Regions from separate parts of the Mus musculus genome. Here all the other regions are linked to region 1. Evidence: chromatin contacts called from public HiChIP or PLAC-seq data. All regions are on one chromosome and are shown on one strand. The core of a region is the stretch at or near the end of the contact, and the rest is flanking DNA. Distances in the headings are between cores, read along the strand shown. Region 1 overlaps Acoxl (acyl-Coenzyme A oxidase-like). Region 2 overlaps Gm39928 (a long non-coding RNA gene). Region 3 overlaps Gm36154 (a long non-coding RNA gene).

The links. HiChIP or PLAC-seq counts read pairs in DNA pulled down with a chosen protein or histone mark.
Region 2: a contact with region 1 is called in an H3K27ac HiChIP or PLAC-seq map of regulatory T cells, with 6 times the contacts expected there. The contact joins two enhancer-like sites. A contact is called at or near these places in 7 of 39 promoter capture datasets (the HPC-7 cell line, cranial neural crest, liver and 4 more), 2 of 484 Hi-C or Micro-C datasets (bone marrow-derived macrophages and nephron progenitors) and 6 of 115 datasets of contacts at active chromatin or transcription factors (T-cell acute lymphoblastic leukemia, Th17 cells, regulatory T cells and 3 more).
Region 3: a contact with region 1 is called in a BATF HiChIP or PLAC-seq map of CD8 T cells, with 6 read pairs. The contact joins two enhancer-like sites. A contact is called at or near these places in 4 of 39 promoter capture datasets (cranial neural crest, liver, maxillary cranial neural crest and 1 more), 2 of 484 Hi-C or Micro-C datasets (Sertoli cells and bone marrow-derived macrophages) and 3 of 115 datasets of contacts at active chromatin or transcription factors (CD8 T cells, microglia and regulatory T cells).

What each region holds. Positions count from the first base shown.
Region 1 is chr2:128,084,887-128,090,027 of GRCm38.p6, forward strand. Acoxl (acyl-Coenzyme A oxidase-like) reads left to right here. Exons shown (of 18, transcript NM_028765.3): 16 at 1,473-1,543. It also overlaps the pseudogene Gm23101. Among named protein-coding and RNA genes, the nearest start is that of Bcl2l11, 39 kb to the right of the region's middle. Within about 2 kb of position 2,290, at least 26 of the 459 cell types and tissues checked have an H3K27ac peak or open chromatin away from gene starts, as enhancers often do. A contact at or near this core is called in CD8 T cells and regulatory T cells, where this site is marked.
Region 2 is chr2:128,534,253-128,539,393 of GRCm38.p6, forward strand. The region is part of intron 1 of Gm39928 (a long non-coding RNA gene); the gene reads right to left. Among named protein-coding and RNA genes, the nearest start is that of Gm39928, 13 kb to the right of the region's middle. Within about 2 kb of position 2,184, at least 24 of the 459 cell types and tissues checked have an H3K27ac peak or open chromatin away from gene starts, as enhancers often do. A contact at or near this core is called in regulatory T cells, where this site is marked.
Region 3 is chr2:128,455,003-128,460,143 of GRCm38.p6, forward strand. All of the region lies in intron 1 of Gm36154 (a long non-coding RNA gene), which reads right to left. Gm29010 (a long non-coding RNA gene) reads left to right here. Exons shown (of 6, transcript XR_374966.3): 4 at 3,629-3,736. Among named protein-coding and RNA genes, the nearest start is that of Gm36154, 8.9 kb to the right of the region's middle. Within about 2 kb of position 3,014, at least 56 of the 459 cell types and tissues checked have an H3K27ac peak or open chromatin away from gene starts, as enhancers often do. A contact at or near this core is called in CD8 T cells and regulatory T cells, where this site is marked.

The DNA of each region.
Region 1 (5,141 bases), core at 1,040-3,539:
GTTTTCCCTTCTCTCTCTTCTTGTAAGAAGCACGCGAGTCATGATAAGGAGCAAAACCAAGGGCATTGCCTCCTGCCACGGGACTAAGATAGCCAGATGTTCTGGAGTTTCAAGTCTCCCACCATTTTCTCAGACCAACAGCTATACAGTGGGCTAGTCTTTACAGCAAAAAGCTATTCCACCTGAATTACTGTATCAAAGGGTTGCAGTCCATTATGGTAGGACAGAAATGGCAGGCCAGCTCTGTCCATGGGGGCAAGAATGTGTGGCAGAAGATGTTCTCACCACAACAGACCAGGAATCACAGAGTAGGGGGTTCGGGGAGGCAGGACCAGGAATTACCTTCAAAACCACCCCTAATGGTCTGTCTCCACTAGCTAAACACAAATCCAAACATTTCTAGAATCTTCCAAAATAGCACCTGGGGACAAAGCATCCAAACAGAGGTCTCCAGGAAATCTTTCAGATTTAAATCTCTCCACTCATGCAGGCTTTGTTCAGGTTGGGATGGAGCCTAGGGTAGTGCATCGCTGTGCCCGGTTGGTTGAGGCAGCCTGCAGTGTTTGTATGCAAGGCTCCGCTGTGGTAACTGTCAGCAGAGCAGTGGTGAAGGACAGGTGTATGAACCCAGCACTGAGTCCAGCAGCAAGAGGGCAATCCAGAGAGATTAGACAGTAAAGGGTCCATCTATCCCTGTCAAAGGAAGAGGACTGAAGTTCAGGGATGGCAGGGAATTATCTTACGCAAACACCTTCAAAAGTGAAATAACACAGTCAAAACCACAAGTAGGGGAAAAAGAAAAGTCTATGTGCTTACTTAGATAAAAACCAGTGCTCACATAGCAGGCCTTTGATGAGAGACTGGCCTTAGATACAGAAAAGAGGAAGGTACTTTATAGAAACTGTAGCATGCCCAGAACCAGTAAGGCTAATTTAAATATCCATTAAAATCTGTTCTATGAGCCATCTTGTGTTTTCCTTAGCCATTCTGTTGGAGAAAGTTGAGGAAAAATGACTAACTACATCTGGGGAAGTCTGGGGCTTGCTTGGGTCAACATCTGGGGACATATTATGCTTCAACCACATAGTGAATTAATGCAGTGGAAATCACTGTGGAAGAGGGTAGTTAAAGGTAGATACCAAAGGTACCAAGGCTGTTGGGATTCTCTTTACGGAGTCACTGGAATGGAGATTGAGTGTTTTCTCAGGATGGCTCATGCAGTGGCTGAACCTAGGACTTTCTGGTGGTTCCCACGGATGCGGGCTGGCCTTGTGATCTGCCTAGCCCACTGTGGGGAAGTCACTGACACGGATTTCAGCCCATGTAGTGAGCAGGCAAGGAACTCTACATGCCCCCAAGCAGCCACACCCAGCATGCCATGTGTTTTTGCCATAACCATGAGGTTGTCCCCCACATGGCAGTGCTGGCAGTCCCCAGGGAGGCCACTCACCTTTCTGTCTCTTCCCTTCCAGTTGCACTAGAGCAGTTCACGACGGCAGTGAGGCAATGTCCCAACAGGGAGGACCAGGCTTTGCTAATGAAGGTAGGTTATCAGCTAAATTCTTATTTCCTTAAAGCCTCCTAGCGTTTTTTGATTGCCCGGAGGAGAGCACCGGTTTTTGTTTTTTTTTTTTTTTTTTACAAGCGGGAGTAAATTTATCATCTCTGAATTTTGTGCTCCACGGGGATACACTTGTCAGTGGCTGGCGGGAGGGTGGCTGGTTAATGAGCACAACCACAGTCTGTGGAACACAGAAGTGACAGGGAAGTGGGTGTCGACAACTAGCAGGGAGCCTACGTGATTCTCAGTGGACCTGGTTGGTTTTATTTAAACTTCTCTGACAGTCTCGATTCTTTCAGCAGATTTATGAGACTTGGCCAAATTCCATGTCTCCGATTTATACTTTTTAATTAAGACAAAGAATCCCACACCTTCCTGGTTGGCCCCATCCTCCCTATCGTCACCAGCGGGAATGCCATACAAATCAGACCACTTGTGTCAACTGTCGAGACAGTCAACTCATGTCTTAGGTTCTTTGTCCTTGAATCGAAAACAAACTCCTTTTCTTCTCAGGAATAACCATTTTATCTCTTCCCTGATGGCATGGACAGAAGTGCGGTATAACCTATATTTAGGGTGTGCATTTAGGAGAGCCGATAAAGGTCAGGCAAACAGCCTGTGCAATCTTAATAAAAACTGTGTCTGAAGGCAAGAAAGCGGCTCGCAAGTGTAGAGACACACGCACGTTTCCACTGATGACTAAGCCTCCTGTTTTCACCTAGAAATGTACATACTGACCTTGAACACCAGTGTTTCCATGATGTCATTTCCATCCTGTGCCTTCAGGAAACCGTGTATACCAGGAGTTGCATTTCTTTACCTAAATACAGTTTCTTTACCAGGTGTCTTCTGACTTGAGAAATGGGTGGGAAAAAAATAGGATGTTACTCTTAAGGGATTTTTCAACTCATTTGCCTAAGGGGTGATATTTTTGGTCTGTCTATTTTTTTTGTTTGTTTGTGTTATTTTTTTAACTTTCAATGATGCTTATTTTATAATAAGGAAGGTCTGCTGATTCCAAGTGTTGAGTTTATCTGGGAAGCCCAGTTCATCTGAGTCCAGGCTGTGTGAGGCCCTGACTTGGCCTGACAGATTTAAGCACATGAGATGTTTTGGTAGTCTGAGGTCTCCCACACTGATGTTCATTCCCTGCTATGAGCTCCATGCCTCAGCCTGTCCTTCCAAGGACTGGTTGGTTTCCTGTGACCTTGAAGCAGCCTTGGTCACAGACACTCACCTTTTATCCATTATCCATTCATGGGTCAAGACACAGAACCTTCGTCCTCTTCCTTTGCATTCTGTCCGGCATCTTCTCTCTCTCCTCTCCTGATCACCTGGACCCCTGTTCAGGGGGAGAGACTACTGGGTTCCATTCCGTCCTGTAAGTGAGCCTCACTGAAACTTATGTGGGCATCTCAGAGGTGTTTTCAGAGAACAGAACCACTAAGCTCAGGAGGCCACACCATCCGGCTACTTCTAGTTGCCCTTGTGGTCATGTGTCTGAGTCCCTCTCTCGATTTCTTCTGAGCTAAGACAAGTGAGTAAAAACAGAAGCTACCTGAAGGCCACCCCTCCTCCCAAGCTGCCTCCTGTTGCCTCTCACGGCTGCACCAGGAGAGACGGCTCCTTTAGTCCACTTGGTTAGACATAAACACTTGGACTTGGGAGAAGGTCAAGCTTTCCCAAGATGTTTTGGAATGTGTGCACCTCTCAGGATTTTGTGTTTTCCTTCATGTTTCTTCAGACTGTATGACCACACTAACTGAGAGAGCTGTCTGTGGGTGTTTTTTACAGTATCTTCGAGATATTTGAGCAGGCCTCATCAAAGAAGTTTCACTGAACAAAAATGTGTGCTTTGCTCATATCTACGAAGACTACTTTGTAATTTTTTTTTCAAGAGATTGAGGTTTCTTTCATGTCACTTAGGAGAGGCCACCATGTGGGTGTGACAGGAATGTGTAGGATTTTTTTGTGGATATGTATAAAAGGATGTAAGAGAACAATAGATCATTTTGAACACTCAATCAGCTGACCCTTGATGTTCACTTTGGTGTACTTGGAGTTTATATGTAGTAAAATTCTTTTGTGTGTACGTGCATGCATGCATGCATGTGTGTGTGTGTAGTTGAGTATTTTGATCGTATTTGTCTCCCTCCCCCAACTCCTCCAAGATCCATCCCCCTTCCCAGCAGCTGTCAATTGCCAATAGCTCCTTCCCTAGGGGTGGGAGCCCAACTGTGTGCCCAACTCCCCTTAACTCCCCTCTCCACACTGGGATTTGGTCTGTATTTGCACAAGTCTTTTGCATGCTGTCACAAAACTGTAGTTCATATGTGCAGCTATCCTGCTGTGCTCAGAAAACACTGTTTGGGTTATCCACTTTCTGGCCCTTACCATCTTCATATAACCTCTGCTACAATGATCTCTGAGCCTTGAAAGGAGCAAGTGTATTATAAATATTCCATTCAGAGCTGAGCATTCCTAAGTCTCTAATTCTCTGCACTTTGGACAATTGTGGGTCTCTATGTTAATCACCATCTGTTGTGAAATAGAAGCTTCTCAAGGCCTTCACCTTCCAGGCTTCCATTCCTCCCTTGGATTATAGAAGGTTGAGAATTCATTGACCTGTATGTTTAATGATAAGTCATTAGGAGTCAATTTAATACTGTGTCCACTTAGAAAATAAATAATAGCAGATTTTCTCACCTAGTACCTGTGACCTGTGTGGCCATAGGCTCTTGGCCCATTATCAGATCTAGTATGAGTTTCAATATATGGAGCAGAGCTTAAATCCAATGAGAAAGTTGTTGGTTACTTACATGATGTTCCTGCCACTATTGCATGCCTTGGCAAGCTAATCATTGCTGTAGCTCACAAAAGTCACAGCTATATAACATTGATGACTACTTTCCTTCTCTAATAGTATATATAAAACTTTCAGAATGATGAAATCTAGCCAGTAGGGATGAAGCATACAGGTTAGGACCAGTTTGATTTTTCCATGCTCATAGTCACAAGTGTGGTTGGTATCTTCAGCAATAGGGTCTTACTGTAGCTTCTGGAGTGTGACCTATAATATTTGAGGTCTATGGGACCTCATGGAACAACAACTCCAAAAATAAGTAACCCATTCTTGGCACAAGACTTTTATTTATTAGACTATGTATCTAGTAGAGACATTGTCACCCTGTTTTGGATTAACTCTATCTTAACTCATTTTATGAGTGATATATATATATTATATATATATATTATATATATATATATAGCATATAATATATATGATATATATATATATATTTCTTTGAAAGATCCCTAGTGTCATTTATCCTTCCCCATATTCCCTCTTCTACCCTGCCCTCTCTTCTCCCACCACAATCTAACACTTCCTATTCATTATTCTTCTTTATACATTGCAATTTTTGACTTCTCCTTACAATAATTTCTTGGGATCCAAACAACAGCAACGAAAACCAAAACATACTTGTCAAGAGTAGACCATGGCCAAGCAGGTGATGTTCCTAGGACAGTGCTCATTCACTGCACTTGGAATGTACTGACTCTTGTTGGGAAACTTGAC
Region 2 (5,141 bases), core at 934-3,433, 450 kb after region 1:
ACTTGGGAGAAGCTAAACATAAGACAGGCATGGTTCTATACCTGTAATCCTTATACATAGGAGTCTAAAGCCAGAGATTACAAATTCAAAGCCATCCTGGACTACATAGTGAGACCCTGTCTCAGAGAAGGGAGGAAGGAAGAAGGAAGGAAGGAAGGGAAAAGCTGAATGTACTTTTCTTTACCTTACAACCCAGTCACTGAAATACTGAATGTTTATCTCACAGACATAGAATGTATATCTCTACACAAAAACATATATCAGTCATATGCTCTGTCTCTCTGTCTCTGTCTGTCTCTGTCTGTCTCTGTCTGTCTGTCTGTCTGTCTGTCTCTCTCTCTCTCACACACACACACACACACACACACACACACACAGGCTCACTACACACAACATATTGGTCAGAACTCAAGGGAATTGATTCTGCTGAGTGGAAAACAGCCAGTCTCTAAAGGTCATACACTACAGGATCCCATGTATGTGACATTTGAAAAATAACAAAATCACAGGCATGGAAAATATCAGCAGTTGCTAGAGGCGTGGGTGAAGGAGTGAATCCATGGGGGGAGGCAGTTGTCTGTGGGGATGGACTGTCTTGACTGGAGTGGCAGTTTGGGAACTGTGCGGCTGTGATAGCATGTCATTAGGCCTTACACACGAGATACCCATGCCAGACTCCTGGTCTGGGCACTGTGCTGTAATTATGCTGGAACAAACCCACTAAAGTGAGGGGAAGGTAAGTAGACCCTCTGCACCATGTCTGAAACTTCATGGGAACCTGGGATTATGTCTGAACAGATGATGGAGGAGGAGGAGGAGGGGGGGGATGAAGAAGAAGAAGAACACATAAGCAGGAGGAGAAGCAGAGGCAGGACAGGTAGGAGCAGGAGGAGGAGGAGGAGGATTTACAGCAAGGAGCCCACATGGAGACATTCAGCAATGAGCACAGGTGCCTTCTGAAATACTATGTGCGTTACCATTTTTTCTTCTTTAGTCATTTATTTATTTGTGTGTGCGCCTGTGTGTGTGAGTGCATGTGCTCATACCCAGGTCACGGCATGCATATGAAGGCCAGAAGATGAAGATGGCCTATGGGGGTCAATTCTCTCTTCCCACTGAGGGTCCCAGGGTTCAAACTCAAGTCATCTGACTGGGTTTACCCACTGAGCAAAGCCACCAGCTCCTTTTTCTTTCTTTTTTAAAGGATGAAAATAAAATTTTTCCAAAAAATTTTTTTAGACAAGAACCTGCCTACTAAAAATTGATGCCTAGGCTGGGAGGTGGTGGCGCATGCCTTTATCCCAGCACTTGGGTGGCAGAGGCAGGGAGATCTCTGAATTTGAGGCCTGCCTAGTCTAAAGAGTGAATTCCGGGACAGCTAGGGCTACACGGAGAAGCCCTGCCTCGAAAAAAAAAAACATAATTAATTAATTAATCAATTACTGCCTAGAGTCCGGTGTGGTGACACATATCTGTAATCCCAGCACTTGAGAAGTGGAGGCAAGAGGATTAGGAATCCAAAGCTAGACTTGTTAACAAAAAAAGAGTCTGAGGCTAGGTTGGAGCCAAATGGAACTCTATCTCAAAAAGAAAAGGAGAGAAGGGGGAGGGGGAAGGGGGATGGAGAGGGAGAGGGAGAAGGAGAGAGAGAGGTGCAGGCAAGAAAAGAAAGAAACCTGATGATTAGCTGGGTATGGTGGCACATACTTGAAATCTCAGCACATGGGTCCAGCTGAGGCAGGAAGATCCAGGGCATAAGGCCAGCCTGAGCTACACATCAAGACACGGAAGCTACTAGGGAAGGGTCAATTGCAGCTCAGTGGTAGAATGTGATCATGCATGCAACCTTGGGTTCAATCCCCAACAAATCAACTGTTAGAGCAAGCATGAGAGGAGACACAGAGTCAGAGTACCTTCTGCTCACACGACAAGCCCTGCTAGAGTAGCCAAGCCCCAGGAGCGCAGGACTCTGGAGGAGGCTGAAGCACTCACTGGCCCCTTATTCTCTCCTCATGGATCCCAAGACAGAGGAGCAGCAGTAGCCACACAGCATGTGGAAATCTGTTGCTTTGGGACCCAGACTTGTGAGTTTCCATTTCCCCCTCTTCTGAAGACAAGCTGAGTTCATCTCTATCAAAACTAACAGCTGGAGGGGAAAAAACACCCATCGCAAAGGTCACAGACATCTGCACAGATAGACTCCCTTCATAGGAACGAATTAGACCACAGAGGTGGACCAACCCTCAGCAGGTTCTTTATCAAGGACTTAGTCCTTTTGCAGCTGCTGTAGTAGAAAGCCACAAACTGAATGACTTATAAACAACACAAGTTCCTTAGCTTGTGGTTTGGGAAGCTGGGAAGTCCAAGACCGAGGGAGCTCATCTGGTAAGAGTCAATACCTCTGCTATATCATAACATGGCAGAATGACCAACAGGTGGTGGGGTACAGAGGGAACCTAACCTTCAATAACCCATACCCATAGATAGACTCTGTAGCCCAGGCTGGCCTTGAACTCACTGTTGTAACCTAGGCTGGCTTTGAGGAAGTTTGAACTTTCTCCATCTTGCCACCTCTGTCTTCCAAGTGCTGAATTTACAGACATGTTCCCCAACATCTGACTCTACCCCATTTCCATGTGTCTATTTATGTATATGAGTACACTGTAGCTGTCTTCAGACACACCAGAAGAAGGCATCAGATCCCATTACAGATGGTTGTGAGCCACCATGTGGTTGCTGGGAATTGAACTCAGGATCTCTGGAAGAGCAGTCAGTGCTCATAACATCTGAGCCATCTCTCCAGGCCCTACCCCACTTCTTAAAACCAATACAATGACAGTTTTCCTCCGAGGTTTGGCAGGAACAGGCAGGCAGGAGCTGAAACAATTAGCCATAGTAACCGATGAATCTGTGAGCAACTGTTGAGGCCACGCAGATCCATTTCATCTGACTCTGTGGTTGTAACATCCAAGTTCTCTTTTATACAGTATTCTAGGATAAAAATAAGGACATTGTAGACATGACCTTAGGGGACCCTGAAGAGTCAGCATCCAATTGCCTCTAACAGGGTTGGTAGACCTGATGGGACCGGCTTATGGAAATATTAATCTGCACTCTTGAACTTCGCCAGTGATACTTGCCAGTCCTCTCTCTAGCAGCCTAACCTCCTTGCTCTTCGCTTCTCCCCTTCCCTCCAACCAGGATGCTCAGAGAAAAGGGTTAACTGACCTCCCTGGGCCTGGTATCTCCTGTTGGCTCTTCCTCCACAGCCATCCTGGGGTAGTAGCCCTGGCTGGTTGGCTCCCTTCCTGCCTGTGGTTGTTCATGCTGACTCAGAGTGCCTGGGCACAGTCTGCAGTACTGATGGAGCGGGCTTCACGTTAGATCACATTTCCCACTGTCATTAAATATTCCTGGAAAACAGGATGTTCAACAGTGCAAACACAACCAAGGCCATCTGTGTGCTTGACGCTCAGCTTGAGCAAGCGAGACCTTGTCATCTGGTTCCTGGAGTAGAGAAAGTGCATCAGCACCGGGCTGGCACCTGGGCTACTCCCTGCTTCCCCAGCAAAGACATTGCTTTGACTGTCCATCTACACATTAGAACAGGGGAACTAGAGATCAATTATGCATTGATAAACCCTATAGCAAAAGTCCTGTCACTGCAGCTACCTGGCCAAAAGTAGAAAACATAAACCAGATACTAGACATGTAGTCCTAAAAAGATCACAATAAAGGACCTTTGATTATAGATATCTTTAAATATTTATGTCCATCACACACACAAAAAAAGACTTATTAATTTCATAATTTAAATCTACTGGACATCTAGTGGGCAGCAGTTAGGCAAACTGGTTAAAGTGACAAGAACTGATGAGGACAAAGTGCTTGACCCTCAGTGGGACAATGCATCACACTCCTCAAGGCTCAGGACTGAATAGGAGAGAAGACAGAAAGAAGATAAAAGCCAAAGGATTGGGAGATGTGACACCAGAAGACATCTCCAGGGCATGACCTAGTCATTACAGCCCAGAAATCTCTGTAGCTGTGGTTCTCTACCAGTCCTGACCAAGACTGGTCCTGCCAGCATTTCATCAGGGATAGGAGAAAGAGTGACCCATGAGGTTCCACCTCTCCTCGCCGGACTACTGGTAGATGACGAGAAGGGTTCCAGCTAGTCCGGCGAGGAGAGTGGGGAAGGGTTCTGTGAGGGGAATGGTAGTCAAAGCAGTTAAAATTCATTACACATGTATGTGGAACTGTCAAAGAATTTTTAAAAACCTACTAACCATGTAAAAGAGTTTAACGCAGGCAGTTTTCTCCTGTATGCTGTGACATTTAAAATAACTTCCCCTGAGTTGTGCACCTCCTAGGAATGTGAGCTGGTAAAGGTGAGAGACAGCTCTTGAACATTAAACAGTAAAATGCCCCTGTATCCCACGCTCAGCCGGGCAAGTCAGACCAGTACTAGCCTTGTTAGTAGAGCACAGATTCAATCCCAGGAACTTCACTAGGCAGCACTTTTCTAGAAAATGTTCTAGAAAATATTGGCACTGCGGATTAAATCCAGGACTCTCTGCCTGCTAAACTTACAGTCCGCCGCTGAGCAATCCCTTCAAGTCCCCAGGCCATGCTGTTGGCTTCAAACAGCGTGATGAAAGGTATCGCACAGGAAAATGCCAGAGCTTTGGTTGAAGTCCAGAGCAGCACATGTTCCAAACTGAGGGTCCCCGAGTCCCCTGCCTTCACAAGGGTGTTTCCTGGTCATCTATCTTAAGGCCCTCATGCCTCATTCAGTGCCAAGATTCGGTGTAGGCTACGTAATCTGGCCTTTGGCTACCACTGAAGTCCTAGCTGATAGCATCAACCTCCTCAAACACAAGTGAACCTTTGGAAGATTCTAGACCTCAGCATTCGCATCAAAACCACCTGAGGCCCTAGTCACTGTCAGTAGATAGTGTCCAAGGAAGCTAATGCCGCTTGTAACACGGCAGCCACTTCACACCAAAGGCATAAGCAACAAGCTCATTGGTGAGTGTTGTCGATTCTAAGACTACTTGTGATTGTCCAGTATTTCATGCAAGAAAACTTACATTCCCCTGAAAATGAAGATCTTGCACATGAAAGAAACTTGTTGAAAA
Region 3 (5,141 bases), core at 1,764-4,263, 370 kb after region 1:
GGACAGGTATTAATGAAGAAAGTCACACTCGATTAGAAACCATTCCTGCACGGGCATCTGCCGTCCTTCTACACCAGATCAACTCGAATGGTTGCAACATTTCTTTTTGCTTTGAACTTGGGGTGGGGGAGGGAGGAAGGACAGCTAAGTCCTTTCTCAAAAGCACAGAGGAAGAGGAGCGACCTGCTTGAAAATTTGGGAAACTGAGGCTCCAAGCTCAAGAAACATGAGGCAGAATAATTATACATTACTACCTTGGAGACAACTGTTTGAGGAGCACGAAGTGGTTAGATTTTCAAGGTGTTGCTATGCCTCCCTCTGGTCCCTTGCACAGGTCTCCTAAGTGTTTGTCCCAGGTGACTACCCTATTGTCTCTGTGCATGGATGTCGGGCATGGCAGGTCTTAGGCACTAATCCAGATACCCAAATATCTCCTGACAACTACCCCTGGGACAGGTCCTTCTATGGAGTTATCCATTTAGCAAACTCTTAGAGAGCAATAGTTATGAGCCCAATGCCATCCAAGACCCTGGGGTTGCAGTAAGTGATCAAAGAAGAACAAATTATGTTCCTAAGGATTTTATTGTTCAGCGAACAATCATGGATTTGCAGTTCATGGATTTGCAGTCTTCACAGACAGGTCATCTGGGCTGAGAACTGCTGCCTACTTAAGCTCATCCAACAGTTTGCTGAAATGCTTGTTGTCTGCTATCCTGCTCAAGTGGCTAGTGAATGTGTGTGTGTGTGTGTGTGTGTGTGTGTGTGTGTGTGTGTGTGTGCTAACACAACTAAATAACCACGATGGTTAAGCCTGTTCACGGAGACTTATTTTCTAAAGTCTATGCTCTTAGGTGGTATCAGCAAAAGGTAGAAGAGGGGCGGCTGGGAAGACAGCTCAGTTAGTAAACTGACAGCTAAGGTAAGCACAAGGGCCTGATTTTGGATCCCTAGCACCTTTATAAAAAGGGTGGTGTGCTCCTGTAACCCCAGTCCTGGGAAATGAAGAAAGCATCTCTGTGGCTTGCTGGCGAGGTAGTTTTGCTGGCTTGTTCAAGCTCCATGTTCAGTGAGAGACTCTAGCTCTAATACAACACTGTGGAAAGCAATAGAAGAAGACACCCAACATTGACTCTTGGCCACTGATGCCATGCAATGACCCCCCACACACACACATGTACACACACACATCCACACACAGAAATATCTCTCTCTCTCTCTCTCTCTCTCTCTCTCACACACACACACACACACACACACACACACAGAGAGAGAGAGAGAGAGAGAGAGAGAGAGAGAGAGAGGATCACGCTGTGTCTCCTGCTGGATCACATATTCTGCAGGTGGAGGGAAGGTGTCTTTTGTCAAATCATGCTGCCCAACAGCGCTATACATACACTGTCACCATAGTAAATGTTAAAGAAAAAAATGTCAAAAGAAAAAAAATGTTGAAATGTGTCGATGGTGGAATTCATTTCAGAGCCTGTGGATGCATGAGCAGGGCTGGAAGTCTCTAACCCGTCATCTAGTTGGCCTCCAAAGGCCTTCTGGACTTTAGGTGACTCCAGACAGTCCTCCTAGAGTGGGGTTTGTCCTGCTGTAATACTGGTGAAGGGTGTGGCCTCATGTTGGTGCTTACTAAAGCATCCAAGCTTGATTGAAGAGTACTAAGAAGGGCCAAAGAAATTCTAGGTCCTTCTCTTGAAGATATGAGTGTGAGTGGCAGGGAGCCATGCTAACAGAGGTGTTGTTCCACAGGTGAGAGGCCCGTGGCTGCAATTGCTTCAAGGAGAGTAGAGGGGCTAGCGTCTGCCTCTTGAGGTGAGGTTTTCTGGAGCCCTGTGTGTTCTCTAATGCAGTGCCTGATTTCTAGATCATTCTTTGTTCCGCAGAATGACAACAAGAAGTTTATTATTGCTGGGCTCCTCTAACCTCAGTGTCTCCTCTGAACCCCGCAGAGTGTGTGGTGATATAAGGTTAGGAGGGCCAACCTAGGACACTTCTAATCAGTCACATCTACAGGTTGACTAAAGAGAATGAGAGGTGATCATGAAAACCATCCTTTAGGTCCTGCCTCTGATTGTTACCTAGGAAAGCTGGCCCGCCCATCAGTGGAAGAGCCAAGCAAAGCAACTCCTTTTCACTCCACTCTGCTGAGCTCTGGGAACCAGAGGATTCTAGAAGCTCTTACAGACCTTTTGTGAATATGAAGTCTGCTGAGTTTGTTAAAGCCCTACCTGAAATGGTGGACAAAAGCCTCTGACTCAAAGGCACATGCTCTGCAGAGCAGATGGACATTCCTCACTGGGAATGAAGACTGACCTTCACAAGAGCTGTGGATGGGGCTGGTGGGTATAGCAGACAATATCAGTGGTCCTCCATTATGGTTGACCTCCAGGTGGGAAGCAAAACCTAGACAGAGAGACATGGATGCCCATGGCTGACGAAGACACATTAATATCTAGGACAATGGGAAACAGTGTATGTGGTTCCTAGAGGAAGTGTCCCCAAGGGACAGGGGACAGGCTGGGCCACAGCCTCTCTGAGCTGAATATAACTGATGTTTGACTGCAGTGAGCCAGAACTAACCAGCTCCTTAGACATTCATTCCAGTTTCTCCCTCCTGTTCACTGGTGTCCTCTTAACCTTGATAAGGCTTAAAATCTGAGAAAGCAACCATGTCCAATGTCACTATTATGAAACTCTACCCCCATGAGTCACACCCAATCTTAGCTCCATCATCTGGCACCCATGGCCTTAATCTGAAGGCCAGAGAAGGAATCGCTTCATAGTCACAGCCTATAGGTGTTCTCTCTGTCTGTCTGTCTCTCTGCCTCTCTCTGTCTCTCTCTCTCTCTCTCAGTATACCCATTTTAGGTTGTGTTGTGTGGTATTAAACTTTTCTGCCGGTAAGTAGAAAAGACCTTTTTTGTAAAAACTGAGAAACAGCTCTCAGGCGAGAACAGATATTTCAGAAATGACTCAGAGTCGTGTTTTGCTAGAAGAATGCTAATGAAATGCAGAGCGTGTAGTCATGAAACTGATAGCACTCCCTCAGAAAGAAAATGACTTCTCTAAGATGCCGGGCACTTGAGCAAAACACTCACTGATTGTAATGCAACCTATGGGATTAGGCTGCCAGAACACCTCCTTCCTGTAAGGGTGTCTTCCAGTCTCATGAAAAGGCTCACCTCACTTGACCTTAACCCTCAAGGAAAAAGAGTCTTAAAAACACCAGATCCAGTAAGCTAGAAGCCAGCCAGATGTCCAGGATATTACTTCCACACCTCCCAAAACCCTATCAGGACTCACATGAAGACAGCTTACATACACCACATTCTCCATGACTCTTGGAGAATAGGGTAGCAGCACCCTGCATCCAATTCCCCATGTTGAAACAAAACAAAAACAAAACCAAGCACAAGCTAGCCCCTAAGCTTGCTCACAGCTAGCAGGGATTTAGCCAATTTACAACTTAGAAACTGCTTTATTTATAAACTACTTGAGCTTCCTATCAATGGCCTCCAGCCATTGCTACAGACAGCTGAGTGCTGTCTGGGAAGCCACGGCTGTCCTCTCTGGATGTCAGACCTGGCTCATGGACCCATGGCCCTTCTTTTTTCTCTTCCAGATAGATCTTGTTGACAGATGCCTTGTCCCTCTGCTTGCTGCTGTGTTTCCAGTCCTGTCAACCTTGTTGTTGTTCACATCTACAGCTATGAATAAAGACAACTCACATGTAAGCCACAAGGATGGAAACCTAGAAAGAGTGCTGGTGCCTTTACAGCATCATGGTCAGTTGTTGCAGATCTGGGGACTCAGCTCCTTCCAGACTGCAGGTCTAGGTGGCTCAATCTCAGGTCATACCTCTAACTTCCTTTTATTTAATTATTCATTGTTTTAGATGAGCCCTGACTCTTTGGTGCATGGTCTTGAACTCAGCATTCTTCTGCCTTAGGCCCCACAGCACTGGTATTATAGGAGTGGGCTTCTGGACGTGGGATCTAGCACCCATAACTGTTCTCAGAGAGGCTTCTGGAAGGACCACGGTAGGACTAAAAGTCAGGCTTTAAGCAACATTGAGTAATTTAAGGCCTAAAGTAACAAGAAGGTTATGGATAAAGGAAAAGCTTAGACCTCATTAACTGAATTTAATTTTCCATGAACTAAGATCTCTAGCACTCCAGAGGCAGAGGCAAGAAGATCATAAGGTCAGGGCTAGCCTAGGGTACACAGAAAAACTATGCCTCAAGGGGGGTGCACAGATGGAGAGAGATAGAGACAGAGAGACACAGAGAGACAGACAGAGACAGAGAGACAGAGAGAGACAGAGAGAAAGACAGAGAGAGAGAGAGAGAGAGAGAGAGAGAGAGAGAGAGAGAGAACTGTAGTTAAATAAGAGTTCTTATATTTTAGAGGCGTACACTAAATTTTTACAGACAAAGTCATGCAGCACGTAGGACTTGCTTTTTAAGCTCATCCACAGAGCAGCAAGGGGAGGGTTACAGATGAGACACAGTTACCGTAAGTGGATCTCATGACCCAGGGATTATAATATTCTATCTGATTATGTTTTGAGATGGTCTTTGATAAAAAGTTAAAATTAAATATTACAAGACAAGAATGTCTTTCCTGGGAACCATGACCTAATTTGAAACTTTTTTTTAAACGCTTAAGATTTGTTTGCATATATCTAAATTATGTGAGTTTTGTCTTGTAAAAAAGAAACCGCAGCATTAAACATTCGCTTTCTCTCTTCTCTTCCCTCCCCTCCCCTCCCCTCCTCTTTTGCTTTCTATCCTCTTTTTTTTTCTGTCATTCTACTCAAGGGTTCTGAGTGAGGACCACACAGTCAAGTCCTGGCACTCGACAGTTGCACCCCAGAGACACTACAATGTCATCTCCACCCAGACAGCTCTTCCCTGTGTACTGGCTGAGGAGGCTTCAGTGGATCTAGAGTCACATTACCATATAGGACAGCCAGTTTGTGGCTTTTGTCAATACCACCTAGAAGTACAATTACAAAACTTGACTACTGACCAATCTATAAAATACTTTCATACTCTTCAATGAGAAAAAAACAAATTCCATGATACTTCTGGGGGACACAGAAGTCCCAGGTGCACCTGCATCCTCTTGCCGCT